Regions from separate parts of the Mus musculus genome. Here region 1 is linked to region 2. Evidence: chromatin contacts called from public Hi-C data. All regions are on one chromosome and are shown on one strand. The core of a region is the stretch at or near the end of the contact, and the rest is flanking DNA. Distances in the headings are between cores, read along the strand shown.

Region 1 (6,708 bases), core at 1,998-4,497, 420 kb after region 2:
ATGAAACTCAAGAAGAACAAAGACCAAAGTGTGGACACTTTGCCCCTTCTTAGAATTGGGAACAATACACCCATGGAAGGAGTTACAGAGACAAAGTTTGGAGCTGAGACAAAAGGATGGACCATCTATAGATTGCCATATCCAGGGATCCATCCCATGATCAGCCTCCAAATGCTGAAACCATTGCATACACTAGCAAGATTTTGCTGAAAGGACCCTGATATAGCTGTCTCTTGTGAGACTATGCCGGGGCCTAGCAAACACATAAATGGATGCTCATAGTCAGCTATTGGATGGATCACAGGACCCCCAATGTAGGAGCTAGAGAAAGTACCCAAGGAACTAAAGGGATCTGCAACCCTATAGGTGGAACAACATTATGAACTATCCAGTACCCCGGAGCTCTTGACTCTAGCTGCATATGTATCAAAAGATGGCCTAGTCGGCCATCACTGCAAAGAGAGGCCCATTGGACACACAAACTGTATATGCCCCAGTACAGGGGAATGCCAGGGCCAAAAAAAAAGGGAATGAGTGGGTAGGGAAGTGGGTGGGGAGGGTATGGGGGACTTTTGGGATAGCATTGGAAATGTAATTGAGGAAACTATGTAATAAAAAAATAAATAAATAAAAAATGCAGACCAAAAAAAAAAAAAGAAGGGCTTTTGCCTTGTCTTACTGTATTTTGTTTGCTTCTGTTTGACTATTGCCTCTTGGAGGCCTGTTCATTCCTGAAGAGTGACGGAAGGGCAATTGATTTAGAGGAGAGGGTAAGTGTGGGGAACTTGGAAGAGTGGACAGAAGAGAAACTGTGGTCAGAATGTACTGTATGAGAGAAGAATCTATTTATTTTTTTTTAAAGTGAATTTTAAAAATTCTGCTTGTGAAATAAAAATAATTAAAAGACAAAAAAGAAAAAAGAAAAAGAAAAGACACAGGGAAAGAGTTTCCCAATAGCTCCTCAAAGGAAACTAACTGTGATTAAACTGTGATCCTAGAATTCCAGTTTTTACAAATGGGAGAATATGTTTCTCATGCTTAAACCACACAGTCCTAGAACACTCTGGTGACTGGAAGTCCTAAATTGTTATGGATGGAGAAGCATCAAGCCTTACCCCCCCACACACACACACAAAAAAAAGAATTTGGAAATCAATTTCCTGCTAACCTGTTTGAACTATATCCTAACATATAGTGAGGCTCCACCCTGTCATAAGAAGTAGCTTTGGAGAATAAGCTTAGGCTTCCAGTTGAAGCTGTACCAAAAACGGTCCAGGGCCACTTGGCTTGCCACCCATCTCAGGGCAATCACACATAGCAGGATCTGAGCAGCTGTTGGATTTGAGGTGAAGTTAGATGTTTGTAAAACATAGTATTTGGTGAAATTTATAACAAAAGTCTTCAAACTTGGCCAGTTTGATAGCAGACAGCATGTTCCCGGAAGCTTACACCTAAGTATTGTTTTGGTTTGTTTGTTTGTTTGTTTTGTGTTTCTCCAACATATCTGTGAGCCCTTGCTAATCACTCAGTTAGCATCTGTGGCACATTGGTCAGACTCTGTAGCCTGTACTTGCAGATCTCTGACTAAAATCAAGTCAGCCTGGTCCAAAAATGCCTCTGAAAATTCTCTGTGGCTTAGGAGGGGAAGAGAAAGCAGATGATTGGGGTGATTTACATAAATTCAATATGTTAATGAGTCATTCTTATCTAGTTAGTATAAAAGACTAAGAAAATCCACCTGACAAAATAGCCTAGCAACAATTTTTGCTTTTTTTTTATGAAATAAAATAATTCTAACCCAATAGCAGATAACTTTAGGAAGAAAATATGCTCAATTGCACTAAAATTACAATAGCATGGTATTCCATTAAATTCTGTCTTTCCATTTGACCTTTAAACACAGATATTTTGTATAATAATAATGCTCATATCTTATTTTCTATGATTGCCAGTCAGGGTTTCAGAAGAAAATAGACAACACACCAAAATTAGGAAAGTTAAAAATTATCATTCACTAGGAGATCTAAGTGCAGGAGATCTGCTATACTGTATGGTGACTAAAACTAAGGATAATATTAGTCTTGAAAAGTGCTAAGACAATAGATGTAAAGTATTTTATCACAGAACTGTTGCTATGTGAGATAATGCATGTTTAATTAGCTGTTCAACGGTGTTTAGCTACTTCAAAACATCATGTTGTGCTTGAAAAATGTAGAAAAAAATGTAGACTTTATTGTTTACTCATTTTAATCATAAGCAAATTTGGAAAGGACAACACCTTAGAAAAGGATGATTTCTAAAAACATAGGTAGTAACTAAGGAAACCCAGAAGGTAGTATAGATGCCTAGAAAAAGGTCCTAGTCCAGTCCTGGGGCTGAAGGAGCAAAGGCCAATCCAGACATGAAAAGTGCTCTATACAGAGTGTGAGTGGCAGAAATCCCCATTGTCAGCTGAAGAGCTGGTTCAGGCTTCCGTGATCTTGCAAAGAGAAAATGTAGAGGGGCACCCAAGCCCCGCTCCCCCTTTCATTGTGTGATGCCAGTGTTTCCCGTTGTTAGGAGCAAAGGAATGCACCCTTGTTAATGAAGGCTGTGCTGGCCGGGCACACAGCAGAGCGGATGTGCACCTGTTTGTACTATATTTCATCAACTTGGCATGTTTGTCCTTGCCTAATTACTCTCCTATTACAGAGAATGCTCCTGTTAAAAATAAATGAGCAGCAGTTTTATCAACATGTTGCTTTACTAGTCTTTTTTTTTAATCTGAATAATTCATAAGGTAGAGCCCAACAAGTATATGATTGCTCTGGGGAAAAGAATAGTTTCATCGGAGAAACATCTGTTTTCCCAATTTTGTTTCTATGCCATTTTTACAGTGCTTCAGGTGTGATTTATCAAAAACTATACAAAAGTGTATATGCCGACTTGCTTTTAGTTTTCTTAGAATATATTTGCCTCAAAAGCATCATTACAATAAGTAGTAGAGAGTACAGCTGTATCTTTTAGAGATGAAGAAACCAAAGCTAGGTAACGTTACTGACTTGGGTGATGTCATGTGAAGAGTTGAAACAGAATCAAAGGTAGCGTAGCTGATGTTGTTTAGGCTACAGGCTATGCTGCTGTAAAAGTTCCTCCCTGTGATGGATCCCTCCTCATTCAAAATTCACTTCACATCCCCCACACTGCAGACAGATGAAGCAGGAGCAGGGAGGAGCAAGAAACTTCTGTTTCCCAGCTGCAACCACAAGTTTCACATATGGAATCCACTCCTATCCAAATAGCTCATCTGAATCATACGCTCTCGTGAGGATGGCTAGGAGTGTTCTACCAGAACACTGCAGTTCTACAAGAATTATCAGTTCCATCAAAGGCAGTGCGATGGAATGAATGTTGAGGGCAATCAAGTCCCTTTCATGGCACCTCCCTCTGCTCACTCAACTAGCAATAAACATAAAACTCTATCACCTTCACTGAGGGGAAATGTGGTCGCTTGTGTTGTACGATGCATGTGCTAGAGGAAGCACAGGACTCTCCAGTACAGGCAGTGACTCTGTGAGCACCTACAGTTCTAGGACTTAAAAATAAAGCACATGATATACGATGATGAGTCGAAGTAATACAATTGCAACCTAAACTCGGGGGGCGGGAGGAAGAAGCCACTATATGCCCCTGATTATAAATCCCTAAGACATTAAGTAAACTTCCTGTGTGAGCCCACCTGTTGGCTATGGTCCTGGAAATAATTCCTCTATCCATTATTTTCAGAAGTCTCGCTTTTGGCCTTTTCCAAAATTTTCTCTGCGACCACACCAATGCCATGGCTGATGAATAGCCCTGACACAGCCTTATATTGCTTGAATAAAATCTATGAAGATAGGTTGTTTTAGAGGTTCAGCCACAGCATACAGGAGTAAGCCATGCTAGAGGCAAGTAATGCTTTCTTTCGGGAATTTGTTTGCTCTCCGTTCCATTGAATTCTATAGTCGGAAAGTGCACTGGGGAGAGATTGTGACTTAACCTCTTGCCACGATTTGGGCCTGATAATAGCCTTAATGCTGTCTCAGTTTCTCTGAAAGCAGCAAAATTTGATTTGGCTTGTGGATAAAGTTCAGAAATTGTTATATCTAGATGGGGAGAAAGGATTGTAGAGAGAAATGAGAAGTCTCTGCAGCCATCTCTTTACTGAATGCCTTAAGAACGACCCCCTGGGGGGTTTTACATTATTTTTCTGTTTTACATTTGTGTATTTATTGTGAGTGTGTGCAAGAGTAGCTTTGCACATGGAAGGTGGGGACAATTTGCAGGCATATGCTCTCTCTTTCCACTACATGGATTCTCTAGAGATCAGCAAACCTGGGCTGTTAGGTTAAAAGTAAGTACCTTCACCCACTGAGCTCAGGCGCAATCTTGATGTTTGAGAACTATAAAGAAGAGAAAACTGAGAGCCAAAGTTGAAAAGGGGAGCAGCCTTCTGGAGGGTAGGGGCAGCAGAGTGTGAGCAGATATTTACTTCTAAATTTTCCCTTCGGCCAAAATAGCTGTGAACCAAGTTGCTGAATTATAGATCTGGACGAAATTTCAGACACAGTCTTGCTTTTAATTTAGAGTGCATTGAAAGCACCCAGGGACATGTTTGCTCCATTTAGCCTTTTCTGTCTCTGAATGGGGAATCTCATGCTTCTTCCAAGCAATATTTGTTATCATTTAACTCTGACACGGGGTCATGTGATCCCCCAGTCTTGTCTCTACCCTCCCGACTCTCCACAGCATAGCAGGTTGGAAGTAAGAGCATCAGACAGAGCTGGACTGTCTCTCGTCAATGCCAAGAAACTCTCACTCCGACTTGACCCAAACTTCATAATCCTTGAGAAATATCCAGTCCTCCTACAGCTCGTGATCGTATTCGAATGGCTTGGATTCGAACATTTTATTCTTCTGGTAGAATAGTTAGAAATACAAAACACTTTCAAAATATGTCAAGTCTTGATGAGCAACAGTTAATAGGTCCTTCTGTTTTGTTTTTCCCTTGACTCAGAAATAACTCAGAGTAGAATGGATATTGTACCCTTAAATAAGAAAGTCTCAGTAGGAAGCTACTTAAGCAAATAAACTGTGTCAGCTGTGATTGAAGTCACACAAGCCTACGTTATGTTGCAGTTTGTAAAAGTGTCCTATAATAGTACTCATGAAGTGCCGAAAAAGGAAAACTGATAGACTACTTCGGAGGGAAAACCCTCTCTCTTCACAAGGGAGTTTTGAATGAAGACACTGGGATTTCCCTCTGAAGTAGTCTATCAGTTTTCCTTTATCGGCAGTTCAGGAGTACTATTATAGTTTTGTATAAGATGTAAAATCGTTCTTGAAAAACGAAAAAAAAAAAGAAGCTGTAAAACTGTTATATAAAGTAATTGTGATGTTCAATAAAGCACTTAAAAAATATCTTCAAATTTACCCCAGTGCCTCAACTGTGTTTGTGTTCTTTCAGCTGTTGCAGGATGGTAGCAATAAGTGGGTTAGTCTCTGATTATAGGGATGGCATGTTTTTATAGAAAAGGAAACAAAGTTTCAACGCATAGAAGCACAATAAAACATTTCCACTCTAAAATAATCCTCACATGACACATCTAAATAGTTCTTTGCCAATTCTATAAATGAAAAGAAGAAAAAGGCCTTCTAATAATACCGCCTGATCATTTCTCTTCTCTATATAGCACTTTTAAATTGAGACAAAATTATTAAAAATAATTACTTGGAAACACAGGGCACTACCAAAGTTGTGCAAAATCCTGAAGTAACTTCTTTATGAGCTGTATTGAGGGGAAGCTGGGTTTGTGGTTTTCTTTGCTTTTGTTTTTCATGAGGCACTTTGCATCCTGCAGCTAAGCAGTGGAGAATCACACTTGCAACTTTTCCAGGTAGCAGGAGGAGAAGTCCAAGGTGGAATATTTAAAAGAAATTTATTTCTTTTAAATATTTAAAAGAATATTGAAAAATAATCCTTGAAGCAGCATTATCATGAAAGGTTCAGACTCCTAACATCTAAATATGAAATCACTAAATTTATGGCTGTCTATAAACTATATAAAAGGACAGAAGAAAAAGCAGGTAAATAATTAAGGGAGATTCGTCTCTTTTAAAAAATAAAGTGAGCTTTGAGTTTGTTGACATGGTTCAGTGGCACTTGCCACTTGCCCCTAAGCCCAATGACATGTCTTTCTTCCCCAGAACACACACAGTGGGAGGAGAGAACCAGCTCTTACAAGTTGTCCATGGACATCCATACTTGTGGCATCGACCACATGCATGTGGGTGAACATACAAACTTATAAACACACACACACACACACACACACATGCATGCACGCATGTTCATATGCATGGCACACCAAAACTAAAGTAAATGTAATTTTAAAACCTTGAAAAATGCCAGCTTCTACTATGGTCTGTGAAAATCTTTGTCTTAACTATATTCCTCAAATATGCTCAAGTCTGAGAAACAAAACAAACAAAATGAAACGAAACAAAACAACAGACAGATGGACAAACAAGAAGCAGGAGACTCACATCCACCACTCAGAGCACAATACTTGGAACTATGTTAGAGTAGACTATTGCAAACAGTTCTCATTGAGCTCTAAACTGAAAGCGATTTACACGACCAGTGACCAAAACAATCTTTGACTATCTTGTTAAATGAACGTAGTACAG
Region 2 (6,975 bases), core at 3,167-5,666:
GGAGTCTTAGTGCTTAAAAAGAGCTCAGCAGTTATTAACCCTCTGCTGTATGCCTACCAACACAGAGACAAATGACTTGCTTAAGATTTCTTAATCCATTAGTGAGAGAGCCAGACTGGAAAAGCCAGTCTAAGCTTCCTAGCATCACAGTCCTCCTAAATAATGTGACATTTCCCAACTGTGACACTTGGGGAGGACAGGAGGATGATTCCTCTCTGCAGTCCTTTTGTCTGTGTGCCCCCAAGTAGGGTTTCCCCTGTTGTGCTTGTTCAAACAAACACAAACAGCCTTTGCCACCTGGAAACTTACAGCCTAGCCTTTTGTAGTGTGAATGGCAGTGGTAAGTAATGAGCTGTGACTGAGAGAAGGCTCAGCTGGGGGGTGGCAGGGATGAAGTGCGGAGGGAACTGTGAAGCGGCTCAGGGAGAGGGTTTTTATTTTTATCTCCTCTCCCACAATTTAAAGTAGTCGACACGCCTACAGAACGTCTTGTTTAGCAGGCCAGAAACCACGGCTGTCACATTTAGGACACTCGCCAACCCGTCCTTAGGTTGTTTTGCCTTCAGAATTGTTGGGGGACTAAATTCAAGTGGCGATACGTATACCTTGTAATTTTAGTGTCATGCTGTCTTGCTCATCTGAAGCTTGCGATGATGCCTTTGAAAAACATCACATTACATGAATGGATGAGACAGGCTGAGAAAGGGTGATGTGGAAAGACTAACAACCATCCTTTAGTCACAAATTAATTCCATAAATAATAGGATTTACCTCCTGTGCACAGCTTTGAATTGTGCTTTGGTGTCTTGTCCCGGGGTAGCTGCTCACTCTGCCTGTCTCTTCATCTTGCCCGGTATGTGTGTGTTAGACTGCTGTGACTCTTTGCTTGGGGCCTGTCCCTTCTGTCAAGGCTAAGGAACACATCCTGGGCCTTCCCTAGACCAGACATCTCCTGCCTGTAGGACGTAGTGCCCCCTGCTGGACAAGCTGTCCTGCCTCTGCAGGAGAGGACCCTGCTGCAGTGACAGCTTTGTTTGGGACTTTTATGTAATTTGGATGGCAGACGCACCCTTTGTATACCTGCCAAGCCCTGGCAAGTCAAGTGTCCAGAGAACTGTGCGTGATCCCTGTCCTGTGAAATTCTTAGCCTGACTCATGCCTTCTCTTGCCATGTTTTTACTTCTATCTGCCAGGGGATTTTGGATATAGGCAACCTGGCCAACTCCATGAGTGTCTGTAATAGACTACTCTCACTGACTGGCCAGTATATTAGTTTACTTATCATCATCATCGTCGTCATCGTCATCATCATCATCATCACTTCATAGAGTATAGTGGGCACATCATTGTGAGCCTTTTGCCGTTTAAAAAACCGAGTTCTTTTGAAATATGCCCTGCACAATTCTTAAACCAAAGACATAAGTAACAAGAGGCGAGCCAAAATTTTAGCTGTGAAATAAATGTAGCTTGGAAAATAAAATTGGGGAAAATGTTAAATTCGGCATCTGGAAAGAAGTTTTCCATCATTTTTATTCAAATACTTATTTTCATTAAAACTAGAGGACTTTTTCACATTTGTTTTGTCCTGACTATAAGAGGCATTATTACCAAAGTATGCAGACTGCTTACAAACAAAACAATGCTTTCTTAATAAATGCTATATTTATTTACTTACGGGGCAGTGTGTGTGTGTGTGTGTGTGTGTGTGTGTGTGTGTGTGTGTTGCACTTGTGAAGTGCAAAACTTATCAGAGTCAGTTCTCTCTTACCACATGGGTCCTGGGAATCAAACTTAGGTCACCTACCTTGGTGGCAAGTACCTTTACCTTCTGAGCTTTATAGAAATTCTTCAAAATGCTTTTTGTGACTAAGTAAAGTATTATAGAATTTATTATTCAAAGCTATACTCAACCTTACATTACATATTTTACCAATGATCAACTTAAAAATAGCACCAAATACATTTTTTAAAAAACATGTAATATTACCTTTTTTTTTCTCCCAGCTTTCTTGCTTCTGAAGAAAACAGATAATCATTGCACTATGGAAAACTAGACTATTATTTTGAAAGCTTCTGCTATAGCCAGACACAGATTACTTGTTTTGGGCTGGGTTTCTGTTTCATTCTTCTGCACTGTCTGTCTCTTAGAATTAGTTACGTTTGGTGCTTCGTCCTCTTTTGTATCTGAGCAGTTTTTCCCAAGCCTTCCTGAATTTGAGGAGAATAGTCGCTATCGCTATACTACAGAGCCTGGCTGGACATAGGAGGAGAGTTATAGTCCTCCTGGAACCATATTTTGATGCTATCATTCCCCCACCCCATCGGGCACTACTACCACAACTCCCACCACCCCCACAATCAACACACCACTATCATCACAGCCATCACACGGCTAGTACTTAGCAAGTGTCATCTGTTAATTCCATATTCGTTTAGTGTTCATCACGTCTCCGGGGACAGTGGCATTCTATCAGATTTGCCATCTTAAATATCTTGCTATAATTTGCATCATCACTGATATTTTAGCCACTCTCAAGTCAGATATCGAATTAACTTTACATGTAAAATATTCTAGGCAAGTGCCTGTGAGGCAGAAACATGACTCAAGGCCCAAAGGTGGGGTGCCTCTGAGCCTGGTGACCTTAGTTTAACTCCCAGAACCCACATGCTAAAAGGAGAGAAAGATCCCAGTAAGCTGCCCTCTGACCTCAGTGCACACTGTGCCAAAATGAGAGAGAGAGAGAGAGAGAGAGAGAGAGAGAGAGAGAGAGAGAGAGAGAGAGCTCACCTTTACTCAAATGCACATCATATACTGTACTCAATAAATAGAAAATGAAAATGTAGTGATTTATAGAGACTATCTAACACTTGAAATGCCATTGCCTCTTCAGATTTCTGTGTTAAACTTCTGTGAAACAATAGTTCCTCTGATATAAACATTGCCTTCCTAGACTGTAAAAAGTTCCTTCAAACAGAGTTCTTGGACTAGTGCTGTAGTTGAGACCAAGTTCTGGATCAAATCTAGCAGTTTGGAATACTGAATGCATTAGCTGTGTACAATGCTGGCAACAGAATAAAGAGGGGGTGGGGGGAACGACAGGTCAGGCTATCTGTCTTTGCCGTACAGTAACCTTTCCATTGGACCATGTGGGTTCCAGGGCTTGGGTATGGGGCAGGGAAGCTACTGAGGTGTCCCTTCGTGGGTGCAGGAGGTCAGGGTGTTTCTTTTTCTAATACTCTTCTGAATTTGTAAAGGAGAAAGATGATAATGAAGACGATTGTTCATTTCCCCAAAGTCAGCTCTGCATGGAAAATATAACTCTTCTCAAACTTTCTTTTGAAAAACCTCCTGACCTAGCTCTCTTTCCCCTCCATTAGGAAAATGTTGCCTCTGTTTTCTAGCCATGGCCCAGAGCCTTAGGGACCGCCATGTGCCAGAGGCTCTGTGTAGGCGGTGACCTCTGGGCCTGTTTCTCAGACAGGTGGTCAGTCAACGGCTGGGGGCCAGGAGTGCTGCACAGCCCCTGTCTTGAGTCAGGCATTTGCCTGCAGCTGAGCTACTGTGCAGAATTCATAAATATGCCTCACCCACGCACACTACATGCACTTGAAAAGCAGAACTCCTGGGGAGATACTTGTGTCAGGCCCTACCAGCTGGATTTTTGCAAAGGGTAGACACATTCAGTCATTGTAGCTTCGACTCCGAATAAGTCAAACGTACCTCTGGCCTGCTTTTCCATTCTCTATTAAGAAACAACAAAGGCAGGGATGAAGTTTCTGGGGTCAGTGATGTAATATCAGAAATGCACTCCCCTGTCAGGCCCTGCCCCAGTGCAGTGTACACCACCCCTCAGCAGAGAGATGTGTGAGTAACTCTGGGCACTCTTTACCCTGATGGTAAAACTGATCTCAAAGCAGTGTTCTCAAACACTAATGGTGTATCCCTCTGCAAGTTCTGACCCAGCATTGCTTCCCTGGGTTCGTCAAGTGCTAATGGATCTTTTTGCTTCTCACTCTCTCGTTTACATACTCGTTACCCAGAAAGGAAAATAGTGTTCAAGCACTTTAAGTCATAGGAAACATTACTCCAGATTAGTCAAGATAAGAGGCACACACATCATTCTTCACTCAAAAAATGGGTTGTGGGCAATTCTGAGAATTCTCTGCTCTCTGCCTGTTCTTGTATTCTACTTCCTGTATCGCATATCTTTGTTCCAAGAAATTAAGAGTACCTGTCGTACTGCATCTCATGAGGAAGAAATGAAAGGAAGAAAGAAAAAGACTTGTCTATCATAGACTTGAGTGTATCATTCAAATTGTCTCTTGATGGCACTTGATGAAGTCTTGGCTCGATCAAACTGCCTCGCTGATGTCGATATTTCCTAGTAAGTTTGGCAACATACTGGTCTGCGATACTTTCATTATAAACTGGCTGTTCTCCCGGACAAAACCTTCAGTTTCATTTTCAACAAAACAGAGTTCCTGAGATCAGTCACAGACAATTCCCCCAGTGGCTAAGGGGTTATTTCTCCTTTGGGTTGTTACTTTCAGCATGGGTTGGGGCTGCAAGCCCCTCAGATGGGCTGCAGCTCAGGCTTACCAGTGTCGACCTTGGCTTGGGACTGTGACAGCAATAATTCCTAAGAGAATGTTTTTCTTTGATTTGATGATGCTTTTAAAGTCAAACGTCCTGCTAATGATTTATTTTGATGTGTTCTTCTAAGCTCTTTCCTGCTGCCCTGTTCCTTTGTTTTTCCTAAAGTTACAGTAGCTGTTGGTCTTGAGCTGAGTCCTCCTCTCAGTACCCTGAATTGCGCAATTCTTGCTTGGCCCAGTTTAGGCTAGGCATCCTTCCCAGAACCCAGTTGGCTTCTTAAAGGTTAAACAGTTTTGGTAAAAACTACAAATCATGACTAAATAAAACCCATAAAAACTGAAAACCTCAAGGACCTAGGGAAAAGGAATTTTTTTCTTTGACAGTGAACCACATACAGGCAGAGAGCTCATCTTTTTTAAACTTTGTTTCTCTACTCTTCTTCCCAAATTTGGTTTGTTTATTTTAGATTTTTTGTTTAATTTTGTTTTGTTTTGTTTTATTTTGTTTTTTTTTTCTTTTCTTTTCTTGTCTTGTCTTTCCCTCCTTCTCTTCTCTTCTCTTCTCTTCTCTTCTCTTCTCTTCTCTTCTCTTCTCTTCTCTTCTCTTCTCTTCTCTTCTCTTCTCTTCTCCTCTCCTCTCCTCTCCTCTCCTCTCCTCTCCTCTCCTCTCCTCTCCTCTCCTCTCCTCTCCTCTCCTCTTCTCTTCTCTTCTATCTTCTCTTCTTTCTATAGATAGAGCTTCTCTGTACAGCCTAGCCTGGCTTCAAATTCAGGATGCTCCTTCCTTGGCATAATAATGCGTGCTATCTCACCTGATATTTTCTTCTTCTTTTGCTGTTGATTTTGTTTGTTGGTTTGGGCACTGTTCTCCTAAAGCCAAAGCTGCTCTGGAAATCCTGCCTCTAGCTCCTTAGTGTGGTCCTTGCTGGCATGCTCTACCATACAGACATGCAAAACTTACAATCCATTTTGGCTTCACATGTCTCCCCCACCTTAAAGTCGTTTGTGGTCTCTGACTCCTCTAGACAGCGGTAAGCATGGAATCTGTAACAAATCTTTGTGCTCAGTGTCTGTAACCTTTTCATTGTGCTGAGTCAGAATTCTGAAAACAAAACAACTCAGAAAAAGCCAAAAAAAAAAAAAAAAGAATTCTTTTGGCAGGTAAGAACACAATTGTATAATTGATGTGATAGAATGTAGGGGTCTATTCTTCTGCTTCTCTATGGAGAGTAAGTAGAGAATGAGCGGACTTGTGTAGATGTCTTCATAATCATTACAATTTTGGCTTGTGGCTTCTTTAGGTACTTGTTAATAGACTGTTTCTCTTCATTTGTATTTTAGAGGGATTCAAAGTTGTTTGGGGGTATTTTGGTTTAGGGTTTTGATTTTCGTAATTCCAGTAGTTCTCTAGTAAATCCTGTAGAACCATGTCTTTCAGATAATGATGAGCTTTCGTGAATTTTAATTTTCCTGTAAAGAGCATCGCATCGTCTTCTGAGAAGTCTGTCTTCATCACGTCTTCCCATTGGTCTTCTCTCATAAAGTCTTTGCTCCTGTGCATATATGTGGACACAGACTTCTACATTTTAGATTTGCGTATTCAATACCTTTAAGTGAGGCATTAACTCAGCATGTCCACTCTCTTATATCTGTTTCAGCAGTGAGACTGGCTGTTTATCGGTCCTCCAACACAGTGTAGCTTGAAGGTTCACCTGTACTGTCAACTCTTTAGTAAATCAGAAACACTGAAAGTTAACTAGTTTATTTTTCTGCCAAGTCTTAGTAATAGTTCCAATTCTTCTGTTTTTTCTTTGTTTTCTCATTTTGTCTGAGGCACTTCACTGCCTTGACCACATAATCCTGTACCTACCGCTACTCTGAGATTTGCCCTCAGCACTTCAAATGCTTGAAGTCTAAAGATTCCATCAGCTCTCCGTTCTGTTGCTTTCTTTTAGCTAAAATATGTTATACACAGAGTGGTCTATCTCATTTCACAATGGGCTTGTAGTTTGAATTATAAAACATGTATATTAACCAATGAGGAAAAAGTGCAAACGTGGGAACAGTGTGAATCCAGTGAAAATACAATTCACTGAAGAGAAAATTTGAACAGTTCACAGTAAGGAAAACAATCTGGATTAGCAAACACAAAAATACACCTCTGCCGTATGTGTGTGTGTGTATGGGAGAACTATGTCAAATTCAATGACTTGTCATGTGGTAAAGTGAGACAGTTTCAATGACTGATAGAGATGTGGACTCTCTTGCTTTGTTAGAATAAACATTGGAACAGTTGCTTTGGGGAGAAATTTTCAATTCCATTTCCCAATAATATTAAATATATGCAAAACTCTAACCCCAATATCCTACAGCTACTAA

Evidence for each region. A called contact is a pair of places that touch in the nucleus more often than the background predicts.
Region 1: a Hi-C map of muscle stem cells shows a contact between it and region 2, with 2.6 times the contacts expected there. The contact joins two enhancer-like sites. A contact is called at or near these places in 8 of 484 Hi-C or Micro-C datasets (the HL-1 cell line, Th1 cells, cerebral cortex and 5 more) and 1 of 115 datasets of contacts at active chromatin or transcription factors (heart atrium).

The regions. Positions count from the first base shown.
Region 1 is chr6:16,210,659-16,217,366 of GRCm38.p6, forward strand. No RefSeq gene overlaps it. Among named protein-coding and RNA genes, the nearest start is that of Gm36406, 260 kb to the right of the region's middle. Within about 2 kb of position 3,248, at least 21 of the 459 cell types and tissues checked have an H3K27ac peak or open chromatin away from gene starts, as enhancers often do. A contact at or near this core is called in muscle stem cells and neural progenitor cells, where this site is marked.
Region 2 is chr6:15,789,330-15,796,304 of GRCm38.p6, forward strand. The region is part of intron 4 of Mdfic (MyoD family inhibitor domain containing); the gene reads left to right. Among named protein-coding and RNA genes, the nearest start is that of Mdfic, 72 kb to the left of the region's middle. Within about 2 kb of position 4,417, at least 138 of the 459 cell types and tissues checked have an H3K27ac peak or open chromatin away from gene starts, as enhancers often do. A contact at or near this core is called in muscle stem cells and neural progenitor cells, where this site is marked.